Linked DNA regions of Anas platyrhynchos: region 2 is linked to region 1. A link is a contact called in public Hi-C data. All regions are on one chromosome and are shown on one strand. Each heading gives the region's core, a stretch centred on a gene start, on an enhancer-like site or on the middle of the called end of the contact. The rest is flanking DNA. Distances are from core to core; before and after follow the strand shown.

The links. Hi-C and Micro-C count contacts between places; a contact is called where the count stands out from the background.
Region 2: a contact with region 1 is called in a Hi-C map of skeletal muscle, with 1.8 times the contacts expected there. The contact joins the promoter of RSBN1L here to the enhancer-like site in region 1. A contact is called at or near these places in 2 of 8 Hi-C or Micro-C datasets (liver and skeletal muscle).

The regions. Positions count from the first base shown.
Region 1 is chr1:12,776,502-12,782,993 of IASCAAS_PekinDuck_T2T, reverse strand. RSBN1L (round spermatid basic protein 1 like) reads left to right here. Exons shown (of 8, transcript XM_027459646.3): 4 at 1,955-2,092; 5 at 2,272-2,414; 6 at 5,742-5,909. Among named protein-coding and RNA genes, the nearest start is that of TMEM60, 24 kb to the right of the region's middle. Within about 2 kb of position 5,088, at least 5 of the 8 cell types and tissues checked have an H3K27ac peak or open chromatin away from gene starts, as enhancers often do.
Region 2 is chr1:12,815,028-12,821,592 of IASCAAS_PekinDuck_T2T, reverse strand. RSBN1L (round spermatid basic protein 1 like) reads left to right here and starts at 2,612. Exons shown (of 8, transcript XM_027459646.3): 1 at 2,612-3,332. The coding sequence starts at 2,672.

The sequences.
Region 1 (6,492 bases), core at 3,839-6,338:
ATCCCCCATCCATCCTCTTCCACCTCCTCCCCCTGAGCAGCACAGGGGGACGGGGAAATGGGGGTTGTGGTCTGTAGTGCTGCTTCTCGGTCACTCTCGTCCCCTGTGCTGTGGGGTCCCTCCCACAGGATGCAGTCCTTGGTGAACTGATCCAGCGTGGGCTTCCCACAGGCAGCAGCTCCTCAAGAACTGCTCCAGATACGGCTCTGTACCATGGGGTTCGTCCCCCAGGAGCAAACTGCTCCAGCACGGGTCCCCCTACATGTGGCAGCTCCCCCCAGACCCCTGCTCCTGCGTGGGCTCCTCTCCAGGGGCTGCAGCTCTGGCCCAGGGCCTGCTCCTGTGGGGGCTCTCCATGGGCCGCAGCCTCCTCCAGGCCACATCCACCTGCTCCACCGGGGGCTCCTCCACCCACGGGGGGGCTGCAGCGTGGAGATCTGCTCCATGTGGGACCCATGGGCTGCAGGGGGACAGCCTGCTCCACCAGGGGCCTCTCCACAGGCTGTAGGGTAACTGCTGCTGCCTGCCTGGAGCACCTCCTGCTGCACTCACCTTGGTGCCTGCAAGGCTGTTTCTCACTCCTTTCACTCTCCCAGCTTCTCTGTGGTGCAGTATTTTTTTTTTTTTTCCCCGTGTTAAATGTGCTCTCACAGAGGCTCAAAACATCACTTTTTGGCTCAGCTCTGGTCAGCAGTGGGGCCCTTACCAAACACGGGGCAGCTTCTAGATCCTTCTCACAGAAGCCACCCCTATGCCACCCCCTGCTACCAAAACCTTGCCACATAAACCCACTACAGGCCTCCTTTTAGTTACTCCTCCATGACCTGGGCATGTGTGACGGAGGGATCTGAAGGAGAGGGTTTGGTTCTCAGTTTCTGGAAGGCAGCTTGATACATCCTTCTAGCTTCTAAGAAGGGCACGATGTTGATCCATATTGTATGGTTTTGTCTTTTCTGGAACTGCTGTGAATTACCCTCCTCATTGTCATAGTTAACAGAGCCCTGGAAACATGAGTAGTCTTTTGGCTGAGGACCAGAGTTCGGTTGTACTTCATTACCTGTTTTCCCTGTATCTTTTTCTTCTTGCTTTGTGTGCAGAATGTCTAGAGATGCAGTGCAAGGGAAATGCCATGTTGGTTTGTGCCGTAATCCATCTGCTCTCCCCTCTGCTCTGATCATATTTTGTTTGATAATACTGCTGTGTTCAGCCTGTTAAATGGGGAATCAGATGCTTAAGAGAGAGTGGTCCTGATCACTTAAGACAGATCAGTTTAAGTTCTGTTCATTTTAAATACAGTACTTTTCCTATCAAAGGTTGAAATAAGATTTTTGTTAAACAGGTGTTGAATGTTACAGCCCTTCAAGTGGGAGGAGAGCAGAAGACAGGAAAATGAAGGATTAGTTGTCCTTCTTTCTCTTCCTGTACCAACTCTACTTGGGCATTGTCTTCACCATGATAATCGGTTGCAGTTAATGGGCTCCCACAGTGGCCGTACTGGAGAGGGTGATGAGCAGAATCGTTTAATTAGTTGCAACTCAGGGTGCTGAGTAAGTCTTAGAGGAAAAAGTGAAAATTCAGACATGAGTTAAATGTGCAGATCAGGTAGATAGATAATGCAGGTAAGAATGCTGATTTATCACTGAGTAGAACATACTTGAACAGTCTTTCACAGTTGCTACTTCTGGAATATTATTTTCTTGAAAGACAATATTTACTCCGTCTTACTTTCAGACTTTAAAATATAGAAGATAGTTGTCATGCATCTTTAATGAGAACTTCTGTCTTTGGTGATGACTTCATAGTAACTGAGTTCAATAATCTTGAGTACAATGAGGACTGTGTAGGGCTTGATATCAATCAGAAAATGTAAGCACAGAGATTAAAGGTCTTTATTGAATGCAGACCGGGTGGTAGTGACCTTGATGTAACTTTTACTGTCATATTCTACTTGTAGGTAAAAAGAACATACTCTCATGGTACGTATAGAGCTGGCCCAATGAGACAGATCAGCCTGGTTGGAGCAGTTGATGAGGAAGTGGGGGATTACTTTCCTGAATTCCTTGATATGTTGGAAGAATCACCCTTCTTAAAAGTAAGGACAGAAGGGAATAGGGTGGGAGAAGGGGGACAACGCTCTCTAGTACTCTTGTAATAAAGTGAGATACTCACTTAGATAACTGAGTTGCTTAATAAATGTTTGCATTGTGACAGAGGCTGCTTAAAAAAGAAAAGGTAACTCACTTAAAAACTGTGCCTTGTATTTCCCATTAGTGTACACTGCCATGGGGAACGCTTTCTAGCTTAAAGTTAGAGAGTCGTAAAGACAGTGATGATGGTCCCATTATGTGGGTACGTCCGGGAGAACAGATGATCCCTGTGGCTGACATGCCAAAGTCACCTTTCAAAAGGAAGAGGTACGTTGAAATATTTTTGCTTGATGAGTGTTTGGTTAGTTTGCAAATTCACTTTATCCCAAACCTTTTGCTGGTTAATATTTTATCTTATCCTAAACTTCTGTAAGTCTTCTTAAAATACATACTTTGAAGTTGCTTTGCTTTCTGAGAGTTGTTTTTGTTATTGGTGGTGATGTTGTTTTTTTGCTTTTTAATTGTTTGCTGTCTGGCCAAGTAAGGTGCTCGTTCTCTCTGGAACTTAAGAACTTAAGGTTACAGAGTAATCTAAATGTTCCTCACTTTGTCCATGCAACAAACTTCTGATGTAGCGAGGTGAAAAGTTCAGAGAAATATAAGTAGGCAAACTGCTGATGTATGCTAGGAGATGGGTATTAACACCCCTGCTCTTAAAGATGATCAGAATCTTTAAGGATCTCAAGGGACAAGAGCTTCTCTCTCATCAGGAAGGTGACACGTGCAAATGCCATCTTCACGCTTCGCTGTGTTACTGGGTATAAGTACTAGCTTAAGAGTGAGGATGCCTCTGCAGAACTTGAAAGCTACGTGATGTCTTCGGAGCTCTCTTGCTTAAAATTCGAGTATAAAAGTGAAGGGGACAAGAACTGGAAGCAAGGTCAAATGCCTTAGAAGGAGTATACAGACAGCGACCATGGAGGGGATGAAGTTTCAAGCTGAAGTCCATCTGGGGTTGAATTTGGCAAGATGTGAAGGGCAATGAGGACTTCAACAGGTATATGGGCAGCAAAAGAAGTTGTAGGGAAAACTTAGGCTGTCTGCTGAATGGGGTAAAAGTCTGAGAGACAAAGGACATAGAAAAGACCAAGGTACTGGGAGCTTTCTTTGCCCTGCTCTTTACTGGTCAGATTGGCCTTCAGGGCTCCCAGGTCCTAGAGACAGTGGGAAGGTCTGGAGCAAGGACTGCCTGCCTTCAAGGGAGGAGAGCTGGGTTAAGGAACATCTAAACAGATTAAGACGTAAGCCCTGGGGCTTGACAGGATGCACCCAGAGGTGCTGTGGGAGCTGGCCAGTGTTGTTGCAAGGCGACTCTCAGTTACCTTTGAAAGGTCATGGCAGTTGGCAAAGGCTCCCGAGCACTGGGAGAAAGCAAATATCACTGATCCTTTAGAGGGGTGAGAAGCAGAAGCAGGACCTGGGGAAAGTGTGGGCTGGTCAACATCAACTTGACCCTTGGAAGGATGCCATTTTGAAACATAAGGGACAAAAAAGGTATTGGGAGTAGCTAGCCTTGGTTTACAGAAAGGAAATCATGCCTTATAAATCATGTGTTACCAACCTGATGGTCTTCCTCACGAGGGGAGCGGAGGGGCAGGCGCTGAGCTCTGCTCTCTGGGGACAGCGACAAGACCCGAGGGAACGGCATGGAGCTGGGACAGGGCAGGGTCAGGCTGGGGGTTAGGGAAAGGTTCTGCACCCAGAGGGTGGTTGGGCACTGGGACAGGCTCCCCAGGGCAGTGGGCACAGCACCGAGCTCCTGGAATTCAAGGAGCATTTGGACAACGCTCTCAGACACAGGGTCTGATTTGGGGTGCTCCTGTATGGAGCCAGGAGTTGGACTTGAAGATCTCTGTGGCTCCCTGCCACGTCAGGGTGTCCTATGATTCTGTGACTCAGTTCTATTACACAACGAAATGACTGTCTCAGTGGATGAGGGGGGTGCTGGGGTGGTGTTAATCCTGACTTTAGAAAGGCTTTCTACACTGGGCACCTATTTTCCATAAATTTCTCAAATTCAAATTAATGAGGAACAAACCAGATGGATAGACAATGAAGTGAACTGAGAACTGGCTTAATTGCTGTGCTCAAAGGATTGTGATCAGCAGCGCAGGGTCCAGCTGGCAGGCAGCACTCCAGGTGTTGAAGAGCATTGGCCAAAGGTTTCAACACCTTCATTAATTAATGACGGGACAGAAAACACCCTCAGCAAGTTTGTGGACAACAAAAGCTGGAAGGAGCGGTTGATGCACAAGAGGGTTGTGCTGCCAAGCCAGAGGGCCCTTGACAGGGTGGAGAACATCAGGCCAGCAGAAGTCCCACGAGGTTAACTCGGGGAAGTGCAGAGTCCTGCAGCTGTGAGGAATAACCCTGTGCACCACAGGCTGGAGCCCAATTGGAAAGCAGCCTGACAGGAAAAAGAGTTGAGGGTCCTTGTGAATGCCAAGTTGGCCGCGAGCTGTCAGCGTGCCTTTGAAGCAGAGCAACAGCCTTTTGGACGGAGTTAGAAAGAGCACTGCCAGCAGGGATGGAGGCAATTCTTGCCCTCTGCTGAGCCACGTCTGGGATGTCATGCCCAATCTGGGGTTCACTAGTTGAAGACACAGCCGTACTGGAGCAGGTCTGGTGACATGCTGGGAGAACTGGGGTGCAGCCCTGGGAAAGGGAAGCTCAGTTGGGATCTCATCAATGTGTATGAGCACCTGATGGAGGGCTGTTTAAAAAAAATAAGTCAGACTATTCTCATCAGTGCCCTGTGGCATGACAAGAGGCAACGGACATCAGCTGAAATAAAAGATTTTCTATTTAAAATAAGAAACAAAAGCAAGCATACACAAAGCTACCTTTACAGTGTGGGCACTTGAACCCTGGAGCAGGCTGCCCGGAGCCTGTGTGGTTTCTGACCTTGGAGATGCTCAGAACGTGGCTGGACGCAGTTGTGAGCAACCCACTGTGGCTGAGCAGGGGAAGGCAGACCGCACGCTCTCCAGATGTCCCTTCTAACCTTGGCTGTCCTGTGGTTTTAAGCAGAACATTTCTTGGGAAATGCATTGCAGCACGCAGTGTGGGCTGGAGCTGGACAGGAAACGCTCTTGTGGCTCTGCTTCCCCCTGCATTGTGTCATCCACGTTCGTTAAGCCCTGGAGAGATGATCTATTTCTGCTTCTCATTCCCAGCTCTACAACATGAAACTAAAAACACGTACATGTTTTCCAGCTGTCTGGTGAAAACTGAACAATCAAACTACTTGAGGGACAGCTGAGGTGTCTATTGCTGTTACTCGTACTGTCAGCTGAGCTGAAACCAGTGCTCCTACAGCATGGCTCAGGCAAAGATGAAGCTCCAGGACCCTTTGTTAGGGCATGTAACTGAGTGAGGCAGTCATTAGGGTCTTTCAGTGCACTTAGAGCTTGACTATTTTTTTAATATTGCATCAGCATTCAGATTTTTTTTTTTGCTTAGCTTATTGCATATTTTATTTGTCTTGAGTGTTGCTGTCTCTTTCATTTGACTGTACGTTCCTGCAGCCTTGGGTAGAAATTAAGTAATTATGGGAAATTTCTGTGTCACTACTATTGTTTTTTTCTTACACAGAACTACCAATGAAATAAAAAACTTGCAGTACCTACCTCGAACCAGTGAACCCCGTGAAATGCTATTTGAAGACCGGACGCGAGCCCATGCAGATCACATAGGACAAGGTTTTGAACGCCAGACCACCGCTGCTGTGGGAGTGTTGAAGGCTGTGCACTGTGGAGAGTGGTATGTGGTGTTTGACTTCCTCAGCTAGGCCTCTGAGACACATTTACCTGAATTTCTCTTTATTATCAGTAGTCAAAGCACTGAATAAGCTGACCTAGTGTTACAGATGCTTAAATAAGACTTAGATAAGACTTAGTAGATACTGGACTTTTTTCCCCTTTATCTGTGTGCACTGGGTGTGCTTGTCTGCCCTCTGCCAGATGGGCTGCAGCTTTGCTGTGTGGTTGAAGCTAGAAAGGTGCCTTGCAATGACAGCTTAATAGCTATAACGGAGTTGCTGTAACTAAGTTGCCTCTGGATGTAAAAACATTTTGCACTCTGTATTGCTGTAAACAGCACATCTAGATTGACTGGGATTTCTGCATTGGAGGTGCAGACAAACCTTTTGGCAGTTTTTTTGGGTTGTCTGTTGTCTTTGTGAATCTTTATGCTTCTGCTTCAAGGTTGTGGCTGCTACAGCCCTGATTTATGTATGGTAGGTCACATAAGAAGGATCCTTCTGGAGGCTGTGTGATATTCCTTGGTGTCTCTCTGAAATTCCCATATGTGACTCAGGAAACGAATCTATCTCGTTAGAAGTTGT
Region 2 (6,565 bases), core at 1,363-3,862, 41 kb before region 1:
TAGGATTGCCTTAAGTACAGCCTAGCAATTTGATGCATCCTTGTGATCACTGACAGCCTAAGTGACAGGGCCAACACCTATTTCTCATGTGAGCACCAGGCTAGCAGCCACACGGAGGTAGGACTGTGGGAACTTAAACACAGGACCGGCGTCGGAATTTCCAGCGTCATGTAATTTTCCTTGCTGACAAATGGCTCGGAGATAGCAGCAGCAAACCTCCAAACATTAGTCACGCTTCTCTCCAGCACGCAACAATTACACATAATTGTGTACTATGTCACCTCGCTCTACTCTTGACTTTCCGAAAGAATGAACTAATAAAAACTTGGCTTACATTTATAAGCATAGTATACGACCTGGAAAAGCAAAGGAAACAATAGCTTGACTTAAGTTTAGTAGCATGTTAACTGTCAAAGTCTGCCATACATTTACTAGTTTAGGTGTTGCTGTTTAAATACAATTTTGGGCTATGACTCCCCCCACACAACAATTTTATCTTCATATACGTTTTCACATTAATACGTTGCATTATGATTCAGTGCATTGGTTTTTAGATATCCACCATGCGTATAAAGTTCAGAAGCATGACGATTTGTCTTAATTATCAGCATCATTAATGGAAAGGCACATTAAAAGGTATTCTGCTACTGGCATAGCTACCCAGCCTAATTAGTCCAATAAATCTTGATGAGTTTGCAGTGTGGAGAAAAGTGGCGTTGTGCTGCTAGGTGACTTCAGCATTTCACAGGGGCTGTGGTCAACGCAGTCGTGAAGGCCCCGCAGAGCTTGGCGGGCTAGCGATGGCCTCTGGCAGTCATGGTGGTGCACAGACAGCTCGGGTTTGCTCTGGGCTGTGGGGGAATTTGACAGCTGTACGTGGCAACTGTATCGCTGCTGCAGGCCCAGGTACACTCTGTGAAAAGACTCTGGGTACTCTGCCAATTTTCTTTGGCCAACAGCACAAGTTAGCATTTCCTCTTGCTAAAGATCAAAGCCCTTGGGAAATGCTGTTCTGCTTTTCTGAAGTTTCCAAAGCTGGGTGTGAAAATATAGTTGTGTCTCACGCTTAGTGAAAGTTCATTCAGTGACATGACAAACCATGCAATCACTTGACAAACCACTGATTTGGTGTCAATACCAGTGCAGAAGAAAAATGAACTGGGTTTTAAAGTCTGCAAAGTTACTACAGTGCCACAGAGTGCCTACATTTTCTCATTGTATCAGTATTAAAATGCACAGGTTGTTCTCACTGACTTATGCAGGTAATAAACTTCTTTCTCAGGAAGCTGAAGCTGACCTTTGTAATTACATGCTGGTTCTGCTTATGCCAGCCTCTCATAGGTGCATTTATACCTGGATTTCGGTCTGGGATTGGATGGTAGTTGACTATGGCTAAAGTACATGCTGCAAATTTTTTTTCCTGTTCTTTGATATAGGTGCCATTTTTCCCTGTCATGCCCAGAAATGCCGCTTGAAGATACTCCCTTACGGTAGGAAACCTTGAATCATGGAAGGAAAAGGCCTTTTAGTAGAGCTAGCTGGATACAGAGAACTTGTTCTTCACTGTTTTGAGATGAATGTTGAACCCTATTCACCTTGGATTATAATTTCCAAAAAATGAAATAAAGGAGAAGACAGCAGGACGACTAGAAGCGAGCTTATTCTGAGGCTGATCAGTTGTAGCTCACACAAAAATAGTAAAGCAAAAAAACAAAACCAAAAGGTGATCTCCAGACCTTATTTGTCCACTAATACAACATGTACAAAACTTCACAAAGCAGTGTGATTTGCAGCAGTCTGACAGATACAACCTGATTCAGTAGCTAACCTGTTCTTTCCACTGAGGAAAGAACGAAAGTTTCTGAGGACGAGTGAGATTAACGTGAGTAGGACACTGGCAGTGCAGCAACTCCAGGCACCAAGGACTCATCTTCTGTTTATTTCTGTGACTTCTCCTTACAACAGCTCTCAGGATCATGTCAGTCTGCCACAGGCAGGGCTGGGAGCGCTCCCACTCGGGACAAGCCCAGTTAGTGCTGCGCTGCCTCATGCAGCGAGCCCAGCCCTTTGCTGAACCCGCAGCAGAGCTCCGTGTGGTGTTGCTGCTCCCAATGGCTGGCAATTCGGGTGGGCTGCCATCCTCACAGCCACAGGTTCTTGCCGTCCCCCCACCAGGCCTCCAGCCGACCTCTGACGATGATCTGGGACCGCTCACGGTGCCCCGCTTCAGCCCCCAACGCCGCCGCCATCTCACCCTTCGACGCCCAGCGCGTGAGATCCCACCCTCACCACCCCGTGCTAGCCCTCCCGAACCCTCCACCCCCTCAGGCTGTTGGGGAAGCCAAAACCCTGAGAAATTAACGCAAAACGGCTCCGGCCACCCCGGCAGTGCACCTTCTATCCCCCGCCCCAACCGCCGACGAAGCGCCCTGAGCCGCGCGCCCTCCCTTCCAGCCCCCCTCCTCCTCTCCAACTGCGCACTCAGCCGAGCCCGCCGCCCCCAATCCCCCGAGCACCCGCCCCCTCCCCTCCATCCGATTGGTGCATCGCGCCGTCACTCCGCTTTCTCTCGGCGCTCATTGGACGAGGCGGAGGCTCCCCCCCTGCCTCCCGCCCCTCCCGCCGCCGTCGGTCGAGGCGAGCCGCGAGTAAATAGAGGCAGGAGCGCAAAATGGCGGCGCCGCCGAGCCCCGGCCGTGGCGCCGCGTCGCCAGAGCCCTTGGGCTCCAGGCCGGGCCCGGACGCGAAGCCTCCCCGCGGGTCGCAGCCGGCCGCTAAGAAAATGAAAGGGACCGACGAGAGGAGCCTGAAGGGCTCCAAGCGTGTCAACGGCGAAGGGGGCGGTGGAGGAGGAGGAGGAGGAGGCGGCAGCAAGCAGCCGGTGGTGCCGAGCTTCGGCGGCCCCGCGGCGTGGGGCTTCGCCGCGCTGCCCTCGGGGAGCTCGGGGGGTTTCGCCTTCCCCTCGCCGCTGCCCAAGAAGCTGCTGCCGTCGCCGTCGCCGCCCGTCGTGCTGCTGCCGCCGCCGCCGCCTCCCGCCTCGCCCTCCTCTTCCTACCGGCAGCACCAGCACCGCCACCACCGGCACCGCCTGGCTCTGCCCGCCGAGGGGGGTGCCGGCGGCTGTGCTGGCGGAGGGGTGGCCGTGGTGGGCAGCGCCAAGGCGAAGAAGCCGAAGGAGAAGCGGGATAAGGAGAGGAGGAAGCACGGAGCCATGCCCGGGGCTGGGATCGTCGCCGCTGCCGCCGCTGCTGCTGTGGGGGGAGATGGCGGCGGGGCGCTGAGCGCGGCGGCCCGTGAGGAGAACGGGGAGGTGAAGCTGCTGCTGCAGAAAGGTGAGGGGGGGGCGCCAAAATTGGGGGGTGAGGTGGCTGTTGGGGTCCCCCTGCTTCAGGGGAGAGCCTTAGGTCGTGGGGGGGAGCCCCCTGCTTCGAGGGAGACCCCTTATTATTGGGGAGGGGGGCTCCTGTTTGGTGGGAGCCCCCTTGGTGGTGGGGGACAGCCCCCTGCTTTTGGGGAGCCCCCCTGTTTGTGTGTGGGAGCCCACTGATTTTGGGGAGACTACCCTGATTTTGAGGAGCCCCCCTGTTTCTATGGGGCAGCCCCCTGCTTTTCAGGAGCCCCTTGCTTTTCGGGAGCACCCCTGGTGGTGTGTGGGAGCCCCGTGCTTTTGGGGAAACCCCTTGGTGGTGTGGGGGAGCCCCGCTGTTCATGTGGGGGACCCCCATGCTCCAGGGGACCCCTGCCCCTCTGCAAGTGCCCAGGGAAGGCAGCGGCAGGCCTGCCGTCAATCCTGTCAAAAAAAAGGGGGTGTGGAATTAGCTATGGCGTCAGCCAGAAGCTGCCAGAGGCCTTAGGTTTTCTTACCTATTAGGGAAATAAGGGTGGCTGGGGGCTTCCTAGGGGTCTGCCGAAGAAATCGAGTTTCTGTCGCTGCTGTGACAAAGACAGCGTGTTATGAGAATACGTGTTTGTTGGAAATTAAAAGGAGCCCTCGGTGAGCTCGTTATCAGGCTGTTGGTTTTTACAGGCTAAGTCACGGAGTGTCAGAGACCATGCACTTGAAATTTAGATAAGCAGGCTGTCAGCGTCTCATTTAGGTGCTTTTTCAGTTTTCCTTTATTTTCTGAAAATCACTGGGCTATGTAAGTTTCCAAGCAATGCATCGGGCCTTCGGGAAGAAGGTCAGGAGTGCTGGGTTGGTTTATTAATGGATCTGGCCAAAAATGGCCCCTCCAGGTGAGATAAGATATTAGGCTAGCTTGTTGCTGACAGGCACTGACAATAGATGTGTAGGAAATAGAAGACAATACGGGAGTATTTTTTTTTTTTTTTAATCAGCATATGCTTCCTGAGTCTCCATTGACCTTAAACCAGGTGTTGATGCCTTAGCATTTATATTAAAATACAAAGAACTTCAAACACTTACTCCATTACCTAGTTTAAGCAAGTTCCTTTCCTTTCTTTCAAAGGAAAGATAAATTGCAGCGTTTATGTAGGCTTAGGTTGCTTTGATTATGGCCTATTCCTTGCGCTCACAGGATGAGCCAAGCATGTGAAGACCAATTATTAATATCAATATACCATTTTCTGTCTATTGATTACGTCGTCCAGCTGCCTTGCTGCATTTTCTGCTAGTTCCCACTGGTGTCTTAATCTGTGCTGTAGCATTAGGTGTTCAGATTCCCTTACCTTCGAGTTTTTATTTTTTTATTTTTTGGCTTGTGTTCTCTTGATTCAACTTGTCCTGTGCATCTTCTTGTTGGGATCTTGATTGCTGCCATACAAGTGGGCTTTAAGTACATCATTTCGTCACTTTCAGGCATTGCAGTTTAGGTACATTTATTTTCTTGCTCTTGTCCAAAAGATGACTTGGGAAAAATCTTTGGAAATTGCTTTCAGTGAACATTTAATGATGGTAAAGTCTTTTTGTTGTCAGTGGTAGCCAGCAAGAAGCTGACAGTATCTTCCTTGCGAAGTTATGAAAATCACAACCATATTCGCTCCCATTACCGTGGTGTCCTACCAGTGTTACCCAACCGTGGCAATAAATCTCCAGGAACAATATTGTAATAACAAGATGAAGTGTTTTTGCATGCTGGTAAAAGAAACGATGACAGTGATGGTGTCAGCTGAATAACTGGGAATTGAGCCCTCCTGGAAGCAGGGATTGGCCTTGTAGAGGCCTTCTGTCCTTCCACTCTTCTAAGAAGGGCATTTTCTCAAATACAAGCGATGTGCTGGCAGGTACAGGTACTTGAGATTTGAGCTGCTGTTTGCTCAGAACAGGAGTTTGTACGTTTAATTTAGTTTTGAAAGCATGAGAGCAAGCCGGAATGTTTTTCCAAGGCAAATGATCCCTTTATGGCATCGAGGCCTTTAGGGTTCTTTAGAGGAAGTGATTTCTATCGCCACAGCTGCTGCCGTAGATCTGTACCTGATCGAGGAGCTTCCCATCACTGAGCTGTGCGTTCCAGCACAGGAGGCTGCGAGAAGGTGAGGGATGCCCTGAGTCCTCTGCCGAGAGCAGCTGGCCTTTGAGAAGTGGTTCTGTGTTTGGCTGGAGATTAAAGAACAGGTTTGTGCTGTTAATCCTGTGAATAATTTACTTTCCAGAGATGGAAGGAGAAATGTGGTTATGGAGGGGAAAAAGAATGACCCTGGGGAGGGAGGGAAGGCATCCTGAATCCTCGCGATGGAGGCAGACAAAGAGCAGTGGGTTAGGGCAGGAGGGACCAGAAGATACTGAAGGGATGCTGGGTGCTGCAGTGTTTTTGGAATGAGTGGATTTGAGATCCTGATGTGAAAGAGGGAGGAAACAGCATGCAAAATGGTGAGACAGGGAGGTGGTGCTGGTCTTGGTAGGGGGCAGAAGTCATAGGTAAGTGCTGCAGAAAAGCAAGGAAGGATAGAGGTGGGGTACACAGGAGGAGAGTGAAAAATGTAGGCAGCCTGCAGATACGACATCAGGGCAGACTTAAAGGATTTCATATAATCAAAAAGAAGTCTGAGTTGCTTGCATGAACAGAATACGGAGGGGGAATGCAGGAGTAACACATGGCCCTCTGTGATGAGGTAAGTTTGCAGAAGCTGTCGTGTGCAGCTGGTAATACTCGCTAAAAATCAACCGAATGCAGGTAAGCACAGCGTGCCTCTTCTGCAGCCTGCCTTTAGGCAGCCTGTTTCGCTTTCGGTGCTTTGGAGAACGAGCAGCAGTGCAGAACTGACAGTATTGATTTTGTGCTCTGCATTCAGAGCTGGTGCACGTGGCGGTGTCTCACCCCAGAAGGAAGATGAGATGGGGCGGGTTAGAAGGCTGCAGGTGCAGAGCCCTGTACAGGGAAATAAAGTTATTGAAAGATAAATGGGTGGGACAGGTGGGACTTCCTTGTTTATAAAAATCTGAAGGTGGAAAAGCTCCACTGCCCCCTTCACAGCCAGAGTGGAGATGGACTGCACGTAGGCACGAGAGGTGGAAGGGGTTTCCAAACGAGCTCGGCACTGAGCAGGGTGCTGGTGAATTAGGAGGACGGATGGTCCAGTCGGTGAGCTGTGTGCGTGCTCTTCT